2 separate regions of the Ovis aries genome follow, and region 2 is linked to region 1. A link is a contact called in public Hi-C data. All regions are on one chromosome and are shown on one strand. The core of a region is the stretch at or near the end of the contact, and the rest is flanking DNA. Distances in the headings are between cores, read along the strand shown.

The links. Hi-C and Micro-C count contacts between places; a contact is called where the count stands out from the background.
Region 2: a Hi-C map of liver shows a contact between it and region 1, with 4 times the contacts expected there. The contact joins the promoter of APBB2 here to the enhancer-like site in region 1. A contact is called at or near these places in 6 of 16 Hi-C or Micro-C datasets (hypothalamus, liver, mixed tissues and 2 more).

Annotation. Positions count from the first base shown.
Region 1 is chr6:60,727,501-60,732,794 of ARS-UI_Ramb_v3.0, reverse strand. All of the region lies in intron 2 of APBB2 (amyloid beta precursor protein binding family B member 2), which reads left to right. Among named protein-coding and RNA genes, the nearest start is that of APBB2, 78 kb to the left of the region's middle. Within about 2 kb of position 2,589, at least 14 of the 54 cell types and tissues checked have an H3K27ac peak or open chromatin away from gene starts, as enhancers often do. A contact at or near this core is called in hypothalamus and liver, where this site is marked.
Region 2 is chr6:60,806,104-60,811,397 of ARS-UI_Ramb_v3.0, reverse strand. APBB2 (amyloid beta precursor protein binding family B member 2) reads left to right here and starts at 2,938. Exons shown (of 18, transcript XM_060417057.1): 1 at 2,938-3,020.

The DNA of each region.
Region 1 (5,294 bases), core at 1,340-3,839:
GACCTAGTACATCATCTGCATACCTGGGCTTTGGACTTTGTATTTTTTGGCAGGAACCCCCGAATTTAGGAACCTTGCTCTTGGGCTGAGTAGCATTTTGGTCTTTTTTTTTTTTTTTTTTTTTAAACTTCTTCTTTGCTATGCAGTATTTTGAACATTGGCCGTTGGTATTTGTTGAGCCTGTGAACTCTTCAGGTTTTTAATCCTAGAGATCATTGTGTAACTTTTCTCTCCTGTACCTTCCTTTCCTTTCTCTTTGTCCTCCTTTCCTCATCCCCCGCACCTCCATCCCGTATTGAATTTTTAGACTGTTGGGTTAACTACCTTCTGGACAGCCTAGTTCTCATGCCCTCCCCTCCCCTTAAATAGATTTTTAAAGGAAACTTTGTGAAGGCAGACGTTTGGCATGTTCAGTTTAGTTTCTAAAAAAAATAGAATTCAATTTTTTTTATCCTTTAAAAAAATGGCTACAGGAAATGATTCTAAAATAACTGATATTCCCCTTGTTAAAACTGAGGTTGTGTTTGGATGGATTCCAGCATATGTTCGTATTCCTTGGGTGGGGGAGGAGGGAGGTATGGAGAGTGTTCTCCATGCCAAAAAACACAAATCGTAATCCCTCAGACCCAAGAGTGCCTTTCATTGGTGGCAGTTATTTGGCATATTGTAAAATGTAGCCTGGAGATTTAAGAAATAAAATGTTTACTGTATTTGGATCAATTCAAATATTCCTTTTAACTTTCATGTGTGGCTATTTTGGTGGAAAAAGAAACCATTATATTGCAGCAGAAGCATCCTTGCTGCTTAACTTTTCCTGAGTCGGCTCTTTGCATCAAGTGGCCAAAGTATTGGAGCTTCAGCATCAGTCCTTCCAATGAATATTCAGGGTTGATCTCCTTTAGGATGGACTGGTTAGATCTCCTTGCAGTCCAAGGGATTCTCAAGAGTCTTCTCCAACACCACACTTCAAAAGCATCAATTCTTCCTTGCTCAGCCTTCTTTATGGTCCAACTCTCACATCCATACATGACCACTGGAAAAATCAAAGCTTTTACTAGATGGACCTTTGTCATTAAAGAGATGTTCTTGCCTTTTAATACATTGTCTAGGTTGGTCATAGCTTTTCTTCCAAGGAGCAAGCGTCTTTTAATTTCACGACTGCAGTCATTGTCCTCAGTGACTTTGGAACCCAAGAAAATAAAATCTGCCATTGTTTCCACTTTTTCCCCATCTGTTTGCCATCTGGTGATGGGACTGGATGCTGTGATCTTAGTTTTTTGAATACTGAGTTTCAAGCCATCTCCTTCACTCTTCTCTTTCACTCTCACCAACAGGCTCTTTAGTTCGTCTTCACTTTCTGCCATTAGAGTCTGCATATCTGATGCTGTTGATATTTCTCTTGGCAGTCTTGATTCCAACTTGTGATTCATCCAACCCGGCATTTTGCATGATGTACTCTTCATATAATTAAGTAGGATGATGATAGACAGCCTTATCCTTTGTACTCTTTTTCCAATTTTGAACCAAGTTTGCTTTCAAAGAACAGTTTTTAGAACATTAGAAAGCATAAATTCCTCCCCTTCCAAAGTGTTGCAACCCTCTTTACTTGAGAGCATGACAGGGGACATTACTGTATGAAACCTTTTCAAAATTGTCATGTCTCCACAGACTTCATTGGGTGCCAGTTTCGCTTATAGATTTCAGTTGCTGGTGATGTGTAACTTAAAACACAGTCCTCATTATTTCAAATAACTTATACTCCCTTCTCCCAAATATTTTAAGATGTGAAGTTATCAATACTCTCAATCTAAGTTTTTAAAATAAAATTTCCCACACCACGAAAGGAATGTTTTCTGACATATTCTTGCCTGGTCCTCCTGATCATTGTGAGAGAGAAATTTCAGAAGTATTGAATTGGCTTGGCTAATACTTCTGGAATCAGGCTTAGGAAGGACAAACTTTCCCTGCGATATTAAAATGGGGAAAAAGTGCTAACCATACATTTAAGATTCTCAAACAGTGGCAGTATCTATGGGCACATTTTGCCAAAGATACTGAGTGAAGATAAAGAACAAAGTAGCACCCAGTCAGGGTTCCCAGTAAGAAAGGATTTCAAAATCAATGAATCTGATCTAATTCTGTTTAGTCTGTCATTGAGAAAGATAATTTTGTGATTTCAGCAAGACTGTGCCAAATTTGATTAGCAGGTCAGAGTTCATTCTATCAGACTGCTAAATTTAAACTTACTGTCGTTACCTTACAAATGACTTTCCAAGAGTCCCTAGAACAACACTCACTACCAAGCTTTGATTTCATTGTGAAATAGCAACAAGAATCTGATTCCTTTTGCCCTCTGTGGACATTAACCTTTAGTATCAGAGCAGAGGCACAGAAGGGGATGAATAAACTGTCGATATTGTCTTTCCTCCAGGGTCCAGCCATGGAAATAGATAGCGGGGAAGGAGAAGTTTGGGGTGGAAAAAATATGCGTTTTTTTCGGGCGCCTGACTCCTGAGATGAGGCGGGACGGGGCCATTGTGTTGATCCTGACCGCTTACAAAGCTGGCTCACATTGTCCTTGGATGCAGCTTTTTTCTTAGCGGCTTCACAGTTCCTGCCTTTGTGGTCCTGCTGCACAGTAGGCACGGGGTGACGCAAGGGAACTCAATGAAGGCTTTTCAGGGAGCATTTCTGAGTTCGTCACTGCCATCTGTCTTCTCCTCTCCCTTACTCATCAGGCTGTTCACATCTGTGGGACTCCTAGGTTTCCGACTGGCGTGGTGTGGATGCTATAGGTGAATGCTGAGAAAGAAGTGAAGAGGAGCAGTGTTCGTATATGTCACTTAGAGGAAGTGAGGAAAAGTCTTGCTTACCCCTCACGCTTGTATCTGGCATAAGAGATGAAGCATTAGGATTATTTTATTTTAGTTGTTGGTGACTCTCTTCTTTCCTTTCCTTCCTGTTCCTTCCTTTCTTTCTTTCAAACAATGTTTTATTAAAGTATAATGGACCTACAACACTGTTAGTCCTAGGTACACAACATAAAGATTTGCTGTTTCTGTACTTTACAAAATGACCCCACTCTGTTTCTTAATTTTTGAAATCAATAATATCTCTTCCCTAAAACTTTTGGAAGGAGGAGGCTCAGACTTGATGTCTGATCATTTGGTAGATTATTTACTGCCAACGATGGGGTGAGCACGCGTCCCTCGTCTCACCCACAGGTGGCTCACAGTTGCCAGTGTTGTTTTCTCTTGTTGAAAACCTCTTGCCCTGCTTCGAGCAGTGGAGCCGTGCTGTCATCAGCAGGACAAGTACAGGACCAGAAAGCTTTTGGCACGACAGGCGGTTTGTGTTCACGGCACCTGCTGCCCGCTCACACTGCAGCCATTGTTACTCCGGCAGAGCGGGTTATGGGCAGAGCCTCAGCTAGTTTAGCCCAGCTTTGAGTCTCTGCTTTTCTTTTCCTGCATGCATTTCATTTTTGACGGAATACATTTCTTGTCTTGTTCTACTCGTTTTGCTAATATGAATTTAACCTGTGGTGGAGTATGTGCCGAGATGTAGTGGTGGATAGAGCACTTGGTCACAGTGGAGCTGGTGATCTGGACTTATCCCTGCCCCACCAGCTGTGTGGCCTTGGAAGACACATTTGACCTCTCTGGGCCACCGTGTCCTCATTTGTAAACTGAGGACGTTGGCTTCTTAGAGTGATGGACTGCCAGGTACCCCAGTTTTAGTGGAAGTGTTAGTTGCTCAGTTGTGTCTGGCTCTTTGTGACCCTATGGACTGTAGCCCACCAGGCTCCTCTGACCATGGAATTCCCCAGGCGAGAATACTGGAGTGCCATTCCCTTAAGATTCCACCATTGTGTTTTGTGTTTCCTGAGATGCCAGAAATATCAGAAATGGCATGTGGCAGTGTTTACTAAGGGCTCTGCTCCTGTGAAATCTTAAGTGACATCAGGACATTTTTAATAAATGACAGTTGTATAGCATGGCTAGTGATAGAGAAATTTAGATGCATTAGTTAAGGGAGACAGGTTTTCTTTGTGACAGGTTTGCAAAATCAGTAAAAATTTCTTGTTCCTAGAAAAGTAGTTGTTCAGCCCTGGGGGTGTTATTGGACACTTGGCTTTTGAACTTCTAAGTTAAGAATTACAAAGTTCAGATAAATGAAGTCTTTTTAATTTTAGCTCTTATTCTTCAGATAAGAGGAAGCCTACAAAGAGGCTAGTATATTATATTGATATTCCATTTCTGATTCACGTTCCCATACTGTTTAATAAGAAAAACTTTATTTAAAAATATGCTAAAATGATAGATATTAATTGTAGAAAACCTGGAAAAACACTAAGAGGTAAACACAAATATGTCTAATTCCATGATCCAGAAATAGCCATTATTGTTCATGCTTTGAAATCTTTAGATTATATACACTCAGTTTGTAGAACAAAACTGGCATTATACCACAGATAGATACCTTGATATCTTGCTTTTTTCCTGCTGTGTTCCTTTTGAAATTATTTTTGCCACAGAGGTTTCAAATGAAGATGGAGATTAATGTAATATTATGCTTGGCACACTTGTGTCAGGGTCTGTGACTTACAGAAATAGAATTGTGGACCTAGTATCTGAAGGTAACATATGTTTTGTTCTCTCTTGAATCAATATTTGACAGAATACCAGACCACCTGACCTGCCTCTTGAGAAATCTGTATGCAGGTCAGGAAGCAACAGTTAGAACTGGACATGGAACAACAGACTGGTTCCAAATAGGAAAAGGAGTACGTCAAGGCTGTATATTGTCACCCTGCTTATTTAACTTATATGCAGAGTCCATCATGAGAAATGCTGGACTGGAAGCTACACAAGCTGGAATCAAGATTGCTGGGAGAAATATCAATAACCTCAGATATGCAGATGATACCACCCTTATGGCAGGAAGTGAAGAGGAACTAAAAAGCCTCTTGATGAAAGTGAAAGAGGAGAGTGAAAAAGTTGGCTTAAAGCTCAACATTCAGAAAACGAAGATCATGGCATTGGGTCCCATCACTTCATGGGAAATAGATGGGGAAACAGTGGAAACAGTGTCAGACTTTATTTTTTTGGGGCTCCAAAATCACTGCAGATGGTGACTGCAGTCATGAAATTAAAAGATGCTTACTCCTTAGAAGAAAAGTTATGACCAACTTAGATAGCATATTAAAAAGCAGAGACATTATTTTGCCGACTAAGGTCCAAAGCTATGGTTTTTCCTGTTGTCATGCTGAGCACCAAAGAATTGATGCTTTT
Region 2 (5,294 bases), core at 1,689-4,188, 78 kb before region 1:
TCATTTACCTCTTCGGACGCACCACAGAGAGGTCCTCTGTTAACATCTAAAAATTGATCCTGACTTAATTCTAGAATGATCTAAGTATCCTTCCAACTAAAATTCCTTGTATCTGCCTTTTCTTCCCCCTTAAAGTCTTAAATGACGTACAGAGGTAATTTTTACTTTCATGATTTTATAAACACGCTTTTGGAATACTTCATTTCCTTGAAAATTCACTGGCGAGTCAGCATGAAGAAAAAAAAAAGTCCGCTCACAATAGATATCAAAATTGCAAGAGGTGATGAAACAAAAAATGATTTTCTTAGTAAACTGAAATGATACATAGAGAAACCAATTATTTATAAAATGCATGCTGGAAGGCTTTATGTAGCAGAGCTAACGTGCTGTTACATATCAAATAAGATGGGGGGTGACAGGGGTGGCGGTCAGGGACTTCTCTCTTATTGCCTTAAAACGGCTATTACTGTAAACGTTCTTTTCCATGAGGGAGAGGGAGAAAGAAAATACGTTGAGAGGCGGACGAAAGAAGCAACCAAGCAAGGTTAAAAGCTCCCCTCCACTCTTCCACCCCGCCTATCCTCTCTGGATATACACAATTAAGGGAATTTCCTCCTGCAGCTACGGAGCGTTCGGTGGCCGCTTCCACGTCTCTATTAGGGCAGCCAGAGATTTTGCTTTTTCTGGCGGTGATTTCCCAACTTCTGCAGGTCCCCTGCGGGTCGCCGAATGTCGCCCTCTACCCGGGGCGAAGCCAAATGGCCAGGAGGCTCGGAAGCCGGGCCCAGGACAGAGCGGCCGGGTGAGGGCGCAGGAGCGTTTCCTGCGCGAGTGTGGCCACTAGGCCCGTTTCCGGAAAGCTGATTGCATCAGGTGTGGAGCGGGGCGCCTCCTTGGCCCAACCTGGCGGCCACTGCGCCTGCGTGCGTCGCCCCGCCCCGCCCCGCCCCGCCGCCGAGGGCTCCACCGCGGGTTTTCCTCTCGTTCTGGAGGAGATCGATCCGGGAAGGGTGGACGGAGATTACCCCTCTGGGACCCCCGAGAGAGGGGATGGCAGGGATGGGTATCCAGGGAGCCGCGGGGAGCTGAGTCCGAGGGAGTAGAGTACCTGCGGAAAGAGGACCTGCCTGGAAGGCTGATGGTGCCCCCCTGTTGATGGGCGGAGTGGTCTTGGGCTAATTTTCTCTCTTCCTTAGACCAGAAAGACGTAGACTAGAACCAGAGAGCTTTCCGCATTTTTCTAAAGTGGGTTACACCGCGACCGTCGACTACCTGTGTGGTGCACGAACACCATAGGCAGAGGGGGTGCAGAGACAGCCCCGAGGATGAGCATGTTCATGGATTTATAGGGAATTCTTAGCGGCAATATTGTTTTTCTTTTGCGGAAGGAGTGACATAATTGTTGGCCTCCAGATTGGTCTGAGGGAAATTGTTTTTTGGGAGAGGTTTGGGGGTGCAAATGCCAGAAACTCCTATTCCGCAAGGCAGCTTTCTTTCCTCCACTGCTCATTTCTCCCAACCCCATCCGAGACTGCATCAGGGTCCCATTATACCTCCTTTACTACACACCTAGTAGATTTCCCTCCTAGCACTCTTCGTGTTTGAAATGACATTTTTGAGTAATTGTTTAATGGATTTCTGTCCACCTCGCTGGTCTAAGCTTTATGAAAGCAGGGGTCTGGGCTTTTTTATTCACTGCTATCCCTAAGCTAACTGTAAGATTTTGTGGGTCCTCAATAAATTCATGATGTTGAAGGAAAAAAGTAATGCGGGTCCCAACCACATAGGGTCGTCTCATGAAGAATAGGGACGAGTGAGTTTGCTGTTTGAAGGACTGCATTGTGGAGGTTTAGGGAAGAGGATGACAGGAGCAGCCATTACCTTGTAATTATTAGTCAATTACTTTGAGCATAAGCCTCCTGAAGGAGATAAGAAAGGAGGTAAGAAAGGCTTTTGTGTATGTGTGGAGCAGTAGTTCCCAAAGCGTGGTCTTCAGACCAGCATCACCTGGGAAGTCGTTAAATGTACAGACACTTGGGCGCACCACAGACCTACCCATTCCGAGATTCTGTTAAGTAATCTGAGTTTCCATAAACCCTTAGGATATTCTGATGGAGGCTCAAGTTTGACAGTCATTGCACTGGTGAAGCGCAATCCTAAAGATGCTTTGGGGATGTTATTCAGTGTCTGGGGGCAGAAAACTGATTACTACTTGGAATTCTTTATCAGGATCTTGCTTGTCTGAGTTTTAGTTAATATTCCTGGAGGGGAAAGGGAGATTATGCTTTCCCTCTCTTGCAGGTGTGTTCCTCCCTTGAGGTGAACTTGCTGTGATGTTCCCATGGAGAAATGGTGTGTGTGTGTTCACGCGCCATATGCCTGGGTTTCTAGATAAGGAGGCAGAAGGAAGGAGAAGGTCTCGCCCACAAAGTTGCAGCTGGATGGGCGTGGGCAGCTCTCATCTGAGGACATTTTCCCGTTATAAGGGAATGCAGACGTGTGGGAGAAAAGGCTAGCCAGGGATAAGGTTACCCAACTGCCTTTTGGTGCAGACAGACACCGAGCCACAAGGAGGGGATGCCGGGCTGCCTCGCGTTGGGTCTCGACGTTCTGGCCCGCCTTGCCTCCCTGCCATCTTCTCGGATGATTAGGGGACTGTGAGTTCGAGAGGCCCCGAAGCCTCTGCCTGCAGGGGTCGCACTAGGAGCGCGGCCCGCCCCCTCCTCCTCGGCCCCCGCCCCCGGCCCCGCCTTTCTCGGGATCGGCCCCCGCCCGGTCAGGCCCCTCCAGCCTCTCCGCGCAGCCGCCGCCAAAGCCTGGAGAAGTGGAATCTCGCCGGCGCCGCTCCCTGCGCGGGACTGGCGGAGCGGCACTGGGCATGCTCAGTCGCCGGAGCCCGTCCCGGTCTCAAGTAGGAAGCTCGTGCGCTGCTCCCGCAGCTGATTCTGACGCTCCCGGCAGGGCGAGACTGGAGCAGAGCTGCCGGGTGCCGGAGCCTAGGCGAGCGCCGCGCACTGCCGGTGAGCCCAGCTTTCTTCCTTGCTTTTGCTCTGGATCCCGGGGCCGTCCGGGAGTGCTGGGGAGAGACCCGATCAGCAGCAGCGGCGTGGGGTGAGTGGCGGCGCGTAGCCCGGGCGGCTGCTCCTCTCCTCGCGGCCCCGAGGGCAGCGCGGCCACTGCCACTAGCCCAGCCGCAGCCCCAGCTGCAGCAGCTGCCACAGCATCTGCAGCGGGCGTTCCTGCGGAGTCTCGTGTGCCCCGCTCTCGCGCCGCAGGGCCGGGTGGCACGGCGATTGCGGGCTCACTCCTTGACTCCATCCCTTTGGCTTCGCGGCGCCCTCTTTCCCTCGGCAGCCGGGGCTTGGCAGGGCCTGAGGCAGGGGAGACAGGGTGGGAGGGGGTGCGCCGGGGGCGGGGGTGCTGCGGAGGGGAAAAAGCGAAGGTGGGCGCCGGCGGGGAAGAGCGCACACCCCCTTGCCTTGGCACCGGCCTCCGCTGTGCGGCTGGGCTCTCCCTCCACCGGCGGCAGCGCACTCCTGCCGGGACTTGAAGACCGGGCTGGATTCTAGGGGGTTCAGAGCCTAGCCGCTGGGAGATCAAAGGGGGAAAAGTTCATTTCCCTCTCGGAGGCAGGGAGCATTTTAACTAGAAAATGGCTGTGCGAAGGGGACCGAATCAGGGAAGCTGATCCTGAAGTCCACTTTGCTGCCTGCCGGACAGAATGGAGGGTTGAACGCTAGAAATGACATTTGTGTGTTGAAAACATTGCTGGACGGAGGAGGGATGCGGAGTGCCATAGAAACAATCAAAGGTGATCTTGACATCGGCGAAGAGGTCTAGAACTGAGGGGTCAGGGGCTAAGGGTCGAAGGACCGCAGGGCCTGAATGAAAAAAAGAAAAAAGAAAAAAAAAAAAACACATTGAAGAAATCAGACAGAGTTGTGGCCGTTTTGTAGTCAAGTTCAGGGCAGTTTAGAGCCATCACTGTCCCAGACTGTTTTGGGTGGATTGAGTCGTTGGGGAGGGCCAAACACTGAGAGGAGAATAAGGTCAGTGTCAGAAGCTCAGACAAGACTGGGCTCCGTTTTGATTAGAAGTCCCTCAATCACTGGCTTTACATTGTGCCTGATGACTTAGGTACAATACTTAAAGGATTCTCTTAAAATGATGCCAGCAGTCGTGTCTGAATTCCAAGAAATGGGGAAACTTTGTGAGGTTGGCATTGGTTTGTTCTTTGTTTTACTATTTCACTGATTTAAAAAGCAAGCAGTGGCATCCCGATCTGTTGTCCTGGATTGGGGTCTCTTAAGCCTTTGGTTTATTTTTCTTGTCATGAATTTATTTTTCACATCTTGTCCTCAAATGGCCATGATAGTTAAGAGTGTCTGCATTCGGGTAGCTGGGCGTTCAGGAAGGGGGGTTTCTTTATGAAGCCATATCGTGGTGTTTTCAGTTTGTAACTTGGAAGCAATATTTGCTGAGCAGTTGTTTATGGTAACTTGCAGAGTCCTAGAAATGGCAGTTTTGAAAGGGTGATATTTGTTAAGAGGATGAGGAACCTGGGGGAGTGGCGTCTGGAATGCTGAGAGAACACAGGTGGCAGTAGAGTGCAGTGGGCTGGCTGTCAGAGCACCTGGGGATAACAGATGCAGATCTCAATAGCTGTCCTTTGGTCATTGGCTAATTATATGACCTCGAGAAATCACTCAGGGACTCCATAGGCTGGGGTTGGTCTAGATATTTGCTCAGAGCGTTTGAGAAGGAATTCTAAAGTTAAGATCCTTTTCCAGGGAACTGGAAAGGAAAGAAATGTTTCTTTCATTATCTCTTCTAAAGGATGTTAATACTGTTAACTAAGTAATTCACCTGCATGGAGCCAGGACAGTCCCATTTTCTGAAACTTTTATAAAGTACTAGTGGAAAAACGCACGAGCTGAAGTTTAAAAGACTTGACTTCTTACAGTTAACTGGAGTAATAAGAATCCTGACTACAAAATCATATAAGAAAAGTCTGCTAAATAGTGGAAGAATCCACGTGTACAAAGATAAAATGTTTTAAACTGTTACTCTTTTTATGTCATGTTTCAAAGTTTGATAACTTTTTTTTTCCCTGCCATCAGAGAACAAAAATCAATTTTTTTTTTCTTTTTTGTTACAGCAGGAATACTGGAAGGCTTGCCATTGTATTGGAACAGTATTATGTTGATTATCTTGATTTCAGGATATCTAAATTTGTCTCTTAAAAGAAATGGGATGTTGTCTCTATAACTTCTTTTAAAATATTCCGCACCCTG